2 separate regions of the Mus musculus genome follow, and region 1 is linked to region 2. Evidence: chromatin contacts called from public promoter capture Hi-C data. All regions are on one chromosome and are shown on one strand. The core of a region is the stretch at or near the end of the contact, and the rest is flanking DNA. Distances in the headings are between cores, read along the strand shown. Region 1 overlaps Mrvi1 (MRV integration site 1). Region 2 overlaps Ampd3 (adenosine monophosphate deaminase 3).

Region 1 (4,923 bases), core at 1,227-3,726, 140 kb after region 2:
TACTTACTACAGGAGTTACTCTCTATAAGGACCCGGACTTTAGAGCTATCTTGTGGGAGCCTTACCAAACATACATGGGGGGTCTGGTAGAGACACAGATAATCTGTTTTTGAAAGAGAAAATAAAAGCACAGTTTCACTGCCCTGCAAAACACGGAGCTCCTTTTAACGACGTATTTTAATTATATATGTGTGTGCCTGTGTGTGCAGATGCATATGGAGGCGAGAGGCATCAGGTTCTCCTGGGACTGGAGTTACAGGTGCTTGGGAGTCACCTGATTTGGGTAGTGAGAACCAGTCTCAGGTCCTCTGCAAGAGCAGTGTGTGCTCTTGACTACTGAGTCAACTCTCCAGCCCCATGAAGCTGCCTTATGTCTGACTTAACCCTTTTATTTGGCTTTTTCCACCCCCTCTCACATTGATTATGCAAGTATATTCATTTCTTATATCCTCCTTGGTATTCACTCTGCTCTTAATTAACAGATGAAGATGCTCACTCTGTCCTATGATAATTACCCTCTTACATGTGGTGTTGCCTGTCAACCCCAGGCCTTGTTGCACTTGCTAGGCAAGCACCTTCCCACTGACCTGTATCCCCAGCCCCGAGGATTATCTTTTAAACTTATTAAAAGTGATATCTAGACAACCTTATTCCAGCTAGATCAATTCACGGACCCCTGGTGAGGGGAACAGGGGCAGTGACATCCCTGTGATGGTGATGCACTGTCCCTCCCAAAGGTTCCATGAGGGACCTGCTTTGGCCACAACAGGATCCTATAGTTAAAGATCCACACCTTCCAGGCTTCTGTGGGAATTCCTGGGCTGATATTATGGAAGGTTTTCATGCTATGATGTCTTTGATTTTCTTAAAATCTAGCAGTGTGTACAGGGCCAAATCCAAGAGTAAGAACAACATTTTGGGAAAGAAGATAATGGTGAAAAAATCCTAGGTTCTCTTTCCCATTTTGAAAAACTGCTTGATAATGTGGACTTTTATTTTTGAGATAAAGTTTCTTGTATCCCAGGGTGGATTTGAACCCCTCATATAACCAAGGATGACCTTGCACTTCTGATCCTCTTGCTTCCTCATGATTTCTGGGGTTACAGGTGTGCCCCCACCATGCCCAGGTTAGGTGATACTGAGAATCAAACCCAAGACCTAACACAAACTTAGCAAGAAGTACTCTACAAACTAAGCCATATCCCCAGCCCTCTTTGACAGCATCTTCATCGATAAAGTGATTCAGAGAAAAAGAAAGAAGAAAGTGTTTCTAGAAATGCAGCTATTTGATCCCCACAAAGCATTGCTCGTCCGCCTGGGCTGCATACCTGTTGACTAGGTTTTTGTCAGTCTCTCCTTCAGGTGAACTGGCATCCCCCGTCAGGACGATTGTGGGAGGGCTGGGAAATGGTCCTGCAGAGGGAGAGTCCTGGTGGTTTCGAGCAAAACACAAATGGAGTTAGGCCTGGGCTGAGTTGGGGACATGCAGGGCCTGGAACTGCGGCATTTCCAACAGTGTGACTCCCAAGGCCATTGTCACAGGTCACCAACTCTGTATGTTGGTTTGTCTGTTTCAGCTTCATTAAGATATAACTCAGAAATGGAAATCACATATATTCAAAGTGTGATATTTGCTGTGAGTGTAGAGTGTGACATGGCTACAGATGAATTAATGAACATACTGACTAACTCAGTTTCCCTCTCCCTCTCCCTCTCCCTCTCTGTCTCTCCCCATCCCTCCCCGCCTTTCTCCCTACATGTGGGGGTATGTGCTGCCATGTGGGTGCCAGGAATCAAAGCCATGCTCTTAACTGCTGAGCCATCTCCCCAGCCCCTTGTTTCCTGCTTTTGGAACAGCCCTTTAAACCAGCACTTCTTAGAGCCCGTGGTGGAGCTTTAACAAATTCCCAGCATACATTGGTGCTGAAAAAGATTTTATTTTAATTCATTGACACTCTGACTACTTTCCAAAGCAATCAACAAGAACCAAGTGCTTGGCTCCCACTCATTTTCTTACAACTGAGTAATAAGAAATCCCAGGTTCATGTTTCTGCATAGGAACTGTGGTCCAAAGGATTCTAGCCTGGCCTGTTCCACTCATTCAGGCCTATGGACCCAAACACTTCTGCTGTGGCCTCTCAGGTGGTTCAGCCTGGCCTGCCTTACTGGAGTACAAGACATTGAGCTTTGGAATCTCTCTGACTCTCTTGTTCTTGCTCACGTGTGACTCTTGCCATGGGAAGGCTGAAATTCATTTTTCTACCCACAGTTCTATCACAGTTTTTTACCATGCCTGTGGTGGAGTTTTCACAAACTCCCAGCATGCACTGGTGCTGAAAGGGAGACTTTATTTTAATTCATTGACACTCTGACTACTTTCCAAATCAATCAACAAGAAAATTCAGCTAGAGAAACCTGAAAGCATAAAAATTCGGAGCTGATGGCTGTGAGTGCCCCTACGAGATAAAATGAGCACTTCCTCCCTCTAGTGGCCTATGGTTGGCACTAGGCTAAGCTGTTTGTCCTCACACCCTGTGGAGCTGTGACCCCTCTAGGACTGGCTTTGAGAAGTGCTGGCTTAAAGGCCTGTTCCAGAGCTTCATTCATTTCACCTCTCCAAGGACAGAAAAAGAGAATGAATCTTGAGACTGGACACCTGTACACATAAAACTAAATTTTACAGAAAGAGAGAAAAAACTGAGTTAACTTCTTTCTCCACCTCTTGTCCTCTCTCCTGGCCTTTACTTCACACATCACACACTCTGAACATCCACTTGTGTACCTTCCTGCCCAAGCCCTCCTTAGCCATCGCTTTATCTCTCCGTGTAGCCATTCATACATCTATCCACCAATGCATGCATTTATTTGTGTCTGTTCTCATCCACCCATCTCTATGGATCTACATAAATGCTTGTGTTCGTTCATGTCTCTTCCCCTGCCCACCTATTTATCCATATCCCTGTCTCTCCCTCACATTCATCCAACCCTCTCTCTAAACATCTTCTTTATCCATCAGTAAATTCATCCATAAACTCTTTCCCTGGATATCCATTGATTTATCCATTCATACATCTCTTATCCATTTATCTGCCTGTTCATCCCTTTCTGTCTCCCTATCTACTCACCAATTAACCATCCATTTATCCATTAATCTCTCCCATTCTGCCTGTCTTAGTCAGGGTTTCTATTCCTGCACAAAGATCATGGCCAAGAAGCAAGTTGGGGAGGAAAGGGTTTATTCGGCTTACACTTCCATACTGCTGTTCATCACCAAAGGAAGTCAGGACTGGAACTCAAGCAGGCCAGGGAGCAGGAGCTGATGCAGAGGCCATGGAGGGATGTTCTTTACTGGCTTGCCTCCCCTGGCTTGCTCAGCCTGCTCTCTTATGGAACCCAAGACTACCAGCCCAGAGATGGTCCCACCCACAAAGGGCCTTTCCCCCTTGATCACTAATTGAGAAAATGCCTTAGAGTTGGATCTCATGGAGGCATTTTCCTCAACTGAAGCTCCTTTCTCTGTGATAACCCCAGCTGTGTCAAGTTGACACAAAACTAGCCAGTACAATTGACCCCTTGTCAACTTGACACACAAGCACATCACTAGTAAGCCTCAACCCTTAATTTCTTATTCATCCCCAAGATCTAAACAACTTTAAAAGTCCCACAGTCTTTACATATTAAAAGTCAATCCCTTTAAAATGTCCAATATCTTCTAAAATCCAAAGTCTTTTTACAATTAAAAATCTCTTAACTGTGGGCTCCACTAAAATAGTTTCTTCCTTCAAGAGGGAAAATATCAGAGCATAGTCACAATCAAAAGCAAAAGTCAATCTCTAACCATCCAATGTCTGGGATCCAACTCACAATCTTCTGGGCTCCTCCAAGGGCTTGGGTCACTTCTCCAGCCATGCCCTTTGTAGCACACACGTCATTCTCTAGGCTCCAGATGCCTGGACTCCACTGCTGCTGCTGCTCTTGGTGGTCATCTCATGGTACTGGCATCTCCAAAACACTGCATGACCCCTTCAGTCCTGGGCCATCAATTGCAACTGAGGCTGGACTTTCACCAATGGCCTTCCATGGCCTCTCACAGTGCCAAGCCTCAGCTGCTCTGCTCAACTCCTTCATGCCTTCAAAACCAGTACCACCTGCGTGACCCTTACACATTACCAAGTCCAGCCACAGCACAAGGTACAACTTTGGCTATATCTGGAACACAGCCACTGTGCTCTCAGAAAACACTTCCCAGAAGATTTCACCTCAATGATGCTGGTCTCTTCTTAATCACCGCTAATTTCTTAGCTCCAGCTAACCAGCATCAATAGTTCCAGTAATGCAGTTTTTGCTTTGGTAGTTCTGGTATCTTGTTAATCACAGCTGATTCTTCAGCCCCAGCTAACCAGAACTACAGAATCTTCACAATCAAAACAGCAATGGCCCTGAAAAGAGTCTTTAATTTTCCCTCTGAAATTTCACAAGCCAGGCCTCCATCTTCTGCACTGTTATCAACATTATCTTCCAAGCTCCTACACAACATCCCACAGAGCTCTTAACAATGAATGGATCTTCAAGACCAAAGTTCCAAAGTCCTTCCACAGTCCTCCCCAAAACATGGTCAGGTTGTCTCAGGAATACCCCACTATGCTGGTACCAATTTGTCTTAGTCAGGGTTTCTATTCCTGCACAAAGATCATGGCCAAGAAGCAAGTTGGGGAGGAAAGGGTTTATTCGGCTTACACTTCCATACTGCTGTTCATCACCAAAGGAAGTCAGGACTGGAACTCAAGCAGGCCAGGGAGCAGGAGCTGATGCAGAGGCCATGGAGGGATGTTCTTTACTGGCTTGCCTCCCCTGGCTTGCTCAGCCTGCTCTCTTATGGAACCCAAGACTACCAGCCCAGAGATGGTCCCACCCACAAAGGGC
Region 2 (4,831 bases), core at 1,853-4,352:
AATGAATGAGAGAGACGGACGCTGACCGCTCCCTCCGATGTCAGAGTTGGGCAAGGGAGAAGGCAGGGTGTTGTATCCATGATGCCTTATTTACCTCCCTCGAAGGATATCCACAGCAGTCAGGAGAAACGTGAATATCAGGGTCTTGGAAGGCAAGTGCACATACTCTGTAGGTTCTCAAAACTTCAGTAAAACGAATGATGCTAAGAAGCAGAGGAGGAAAATTCCAGGCCCAGCCGTTCTCACTCTGTGCTCCTCCAGCCTCCTCCCCTCCCTGTCTGTTGGTGTCCCCTCTTTCCTGTCCTGCCTATCCATCTGCAGGTCATTACGCAAGTATCCCAAACTTCACACAAATGACACAGAGTGTTACAGACTTGTGTGACACTCATCCTCTTTGAGTACCTAGGATGAGGGAGGCTGGGAAGGCCTTCAGAGAAGTACACATCTCTGAGCATGAGAAGAGCATCCTGGAGTCAGTCAGATCAGGGTCTGAAGTCAGACTTTGTCGCCTCCCAACAATGGTTGATCATTTCTGGGCCTAGTTTCCCCAGTTAATAAACAACAGAACCTATAGAATCACGGTGCTTCCTATGTGACTAGGAGTCCTATTGACCTGATGAGCCTGCTGGATTGACTGATAGCTAGAGGGTGGCAGAGCAAAAGATGTTTTGCTCTCAGTTGAAAATGACGGTACTTATTCTCATTTGAAGATAGGACTGAGGCTCTGTATGCTGGTTGCAGCTGCAGGCTTCTGGCTTAATCAGCATCCTTGGGACCAACCTGGGGTGTGCAGGCTGAGAACCCGGCTCCCTCCTAGCAACCCTATCTTTCTCCCTGTGTGTCCTGTGTTGGGGTCCCCAAGACCACCTTCAGACTTTGAGATGTGCTAGTAGGGCTCTCAGGATGCAGCACCTGGCTGTACCCACAGCCTCAGGGTATTACAGAAAGAAAGACCAAGGGCAGCCAAGGGGAGGGGCACACAGGTCTGGGGGACACTAGGGCTAACCACCAAGAGGTCTCTCTCAGTAAGGCAGCAACACTTAGTATCTATCAGGGAAGCTCATTAGAGGCGTCTTGGCTTTGCTTACACATCTGCACAGTACACCCCCAATTCCAGACTCTGGGCAGGAACTCAAGTACCCAGCATAAATCACAGTGTTTGTGGGAGCGGGTCACACACAACGAGCCTCGCTTATCAGTTTGATGGGAACCATCCTGAGATCCTGCTTCCTGGGGGCCAGGCTCGCCCAGGATCTCTGCAAGCATTGTCTCTGGCTTGTGGACAGACCCTCCCTTACATGTCTCCTGCTGTAGATCACTGTGGAAGACTATGAGCAGGCTGCCAAGAGCCTGGCCAAGGCCCTGATGATCCGGGAGAAGTATGCACGGCTTGCCTACCACCGCTTCCCACGGACCACAGCCCAGTACCTGGCTCATCAGGGGGAAAGTGTGCCTTTGGAAGAGGGTCTCCCAGGTATGAAGTCTTGGGGACCAAGGTGGATTCTATGTGTGAACTGGACCCAAGTATGGTTGGGACTTTTTGCTGGCTGAATATTTTTCTACCAGTGGTGTTTTTGGAGATGGGGCTACTGGTGTGTTTAAAACAATACAATCAAATGTACAGCAGTGGAAGGGTTGAGTGAGAATACATACAGAGCCCATGTGCCCTGGGCAGAGGAAGCGAAACATACTTGCCTTCATATCTGGATTGTGCCAATTTCTTGGCCCTTGAGCAAACGGCTTCTCTAAATTTCAGTTTTACAGTCTTAAAAAACAGGAATGCCAGCAATCACCACCTCCTTGGGTGAGATTGTGTGAATGTGTGTGGAGTGCTTAGGGCAGACTGGGCTTCTAGAGTGTTCCATAAATGACAACCATATTTAAGTTCAGAGAAGGGAGACAAGAAAGGGCAGGGTATCTTCCTGACCTAGTGAGGGACCTAGGAGCAGCAGAGGCTAACAATGAAGTCACTAAAACAAGGATATGTCAACCCTCATCCTTGAAATCCAGGGGTAGGGATTAGACGAGGGCCTGCGGATCATATCCAGGCCAGTACCCTCGATGCCTTTGGCAACAGGTGCTAGGTTGTCCTTGTTTCTAGCTCAGTTCTGTTTTGAGTACCCTTTCCACCAGGGAGGGGCTTGGTAGATCTCAGCCTTCCCAAGGCTATTTCCCTGTCTGTCAGAGGGACAGGTCCCCAGTATTGTCCAGGCAGGAATGACTGTCAGATGCTTGGGTGTTACATATGGCAGAAGGCCCTTGTGTCCTGGTCATGAGTGTGGTGAAGCCATGCAATCTCTGGGTGGGTGGGCTGCGGCTTCACCTTGGCCTTTCCAACTGTCTGCCCCATACACAATGCTAGCACTATCTCAAGACTCCTGGTCTGGTCTGTTGCTGTGCCTGATGGGGACATCAGCATCCTGGCTCTGCTATGTTCTGCTTTCTCTGTGACCATCACAGCTTAGGGTCAGCCTGTTCCAGAGTGCTGAGGCAGGACACCCTGCCCTGGGCCCTGGGCGCTTCTTCCACTCAGGAGCCAAGGTTGTTCCTTCTGCCTGTCAGGCAGCTGGCCCGCAAGGTGCTGGCTGATCTGCTGTGTTTATTCCCTGGCCAGAGACAGCTGGTTAAGAGCTGAGAACTCTCAAGACTAACGAGAAGGCAAATGTTCCGGACTGTTGACGGAATGTGCTCCCAATAAGTCAAATGGAAGCTGAAAACATCCTAAGCTGAAAATGCAGTTAACACAGCCAACAGATATCAGCCATGCCCAGAACGTTTCTGAGAGCCTACAGTTGGCAACATCATCAGCTTTCTTAGTGACAACATGCTGACTACCCTTATTCAAAACATGGAGTGTTTTGCTGGTATACACACACACACACACACACACACACACACACACACACACTTACTTTCGCACACTCCTAAAGTTTAAAAAAGCCCATTAAGTTGAACCATCATAAGCAATGTCCCATGATCCTTGTGCAGGGCACACCTGTTTGCCAAGCATTTCCCTACTGTACTTTTATGGCCCTCACTACCATCTGCTGGGTAGGTGGTGTCTCAGGTGAGCAGTCAGGATCCCAGAGGCAAAGGGCCTTTCAGAGTCACACACCAGGAAACAGCAGAGGTGTTTTACTGCTTGGGTTGGGTGTACTTTGCCTGGCTCCATGCTGGGCTAAGGATTCTATGCTGGCCAGTTCCTGCTCTGGGAGGGCAGAGCCTGGTTACTCCTCCTTTTGCTCTGTTAGGGACAGGGTGACTTCTTGTCTAATTCTTTGCCTGCCTTGGGCTCAGAAAATATGTGGGAAAAGGGAGCCGTTATTCCCTGCCAGTGCTTTCTCACTGGGAGAACACCGAGCCACTCTTTTCTAAAAACTAAAAGTAAAATAAAGCAGACACCCCTGAGGGCCAAAAAGGGCCAAATTAGGTGAAGTCCATTTTAATTAAGCTAAACACACACATATGTGCATGTGCAAGCAAACACACACACACACACACACAAGCATGTATGCACACAAGCATGCATGCACATGGACATACACACATGCACACACATGCATTGGTGTGCTAGCCTCGGGACAGGCTTGCTCTAGAGACTGGACTATAGCAGCTAACAACACAAATCAGTGTGTGTCCTCTGATACCCAAGGTGTGAAGAACTATTATTTCACACAGTGGTGAGAGTTATAGAGACAAACAAAGCAGGGAGGCTGTCAAAGTGTTCAACATTGGTCATTTGGCCACCACTCATCCTGTTTTGCAGACTTCCACCCTCCCCCACTGCCCCAGGAAGACCCTTATTGCCTGGATGATGCACCCCCCAACCTGGGCTACCTGGTTCGCATGCACGGAGGTGTTCTCTTTGTGTATGACAATCAGACGATGTTGGAACGCCAGGAGCCCCACAGCCTGCCCTACCCTGACCTGGAGACCTACATTGTGGACATGAGCCATATTCTGGCACTCATCACTGATGGCCCCACGTAAGCCAGTTTTCCCGGTTCCCCTTTTTGGTGTGTGGGAAGGAACAGCAGGCACTCCATCCTGGGTTTCCCTATGGGGATGGCACAGACTTAGAGCTGTTACTGCTGCACCCTGCTGTACATGGGCACGTGGAAACCTCTGTGTGATAGTGGCCACTGTGTACCTACATCAGCTGCCACCCTTCTCCTTAGGCAAGGAAACACTGCAGAGAGCTGCCAGCTGTCAGCTCCGGGCATGGGCAAACATGGAGGGAGGAATAAAGAAAAACTCTTATTTCAGCTACTGGGCTTATGCAGGGATCCTGGAGCCCTCTGTTTCCCCGCCTATGCTCGAGAGTGCTTGGCTGGAGCTGACAGGGAAGGTGGCTTTCTTCATGGCAGGGACTTGAGCCAACCCTTGGTTAAGGTTCAGTTACCTGAACTGTAGGAATGAGAGCCTGGGAAGGCAAGGGGCTGTCAGAGTGGCATGTACTCCTTGCTCACTCCTGCCTTTTGGGTTTTGCTGTGAAGGGTGTGGGCCTCGTCTCTGAGACAGAAGAGTAGGATGGGGGAGGGTGGGCCTCTGGCTCTTGGTCCTCACTGAGCAGAGGCCAGAACTAAGACCAGGAGGGGAAGGATAGTTTCTGGGAATCCCTCCTTACCAGGGGTGTGAGCATTGACTGTTGTCTGAGAAACTATGAAGGGACAGTCACTGGACACAGTGACTAAACCTAATGTTTGATGTGATGTCTTACTGGAGTCTCTATCTCTCACTAGCTCAGAGTCCGTTCCCACTCTGAGATCCCTGACTCACTCAGGGCTTGCCTCTATAGACAGACAATGACACTGGTATTAAAAATGTTATT

What was found. Capture Hi-C pulls out chosen DNA fragments and counts their contacts.
Region 1: a contact with region 2 is called in a promoter capture Hi-C map of adipose tissue. The contact joins two enhancer-like sites. A contact is called at or near these places in 1 of 39 promoter capture datasets (hematopoietic stem and progenitor cells), 6 of 484 Hi-C or Micro-C datasets (bone marrow-derived macrophages, cortical glia, embryonic stem cells and 3 more), 7 of 115 datasets of contacts at active chromatin or transcription factors (the 230-238 cell line, the HPC-7 cell line, Th17 cells and 3 more) and 4 of 9 other capture datasets (adipose tissue, embryonic stem cells, liver and 1 more).

What each region holds. Positions count from the first base shown.
Region 1 is chr7:110,928,150-110,933,072 of GRCm38.p6, forward strand. Mrvi1 (MRV integration site 1) reads right to left here. Exons shown (of 21, transcript NM_194464.3): 3 at 1,329-1,429. Among named protein-coding and RNA genes, the nearest start is that of Gm16336, 26 kb to the left of the region's middle. Within about 2 kb of position 2,477, at least 17 of the 459 cell types and tissues checked have an H3K27ac peak or open chromatin away from gene starts, as enhancers often do. A contact at or near this core is called in adipose tissue, where this site is marked.
Region 2 is chr7:110,789,874-110,794,704 of GRCm38.p6, forward strand. Ampd3 (adenosine monophosphate deaminase 3) reads left to right here. Exons shown (of 15, transcript NM_001276301.1): 4 at 1,315-1,474; 5 at 3,767-3,986. Among named protein-coding and RNA genes, the nearest start is that of Gm39069, 11 kb to the left of the region's middle. Within about 2 kb of position 3,103, at least 20 of the 459 cell types and tissues checked have an H3K27ac peak or open chromatin away from gene starts, as enhancers often do. A contact at or near this core is called in adipose tissue, where this site is marked.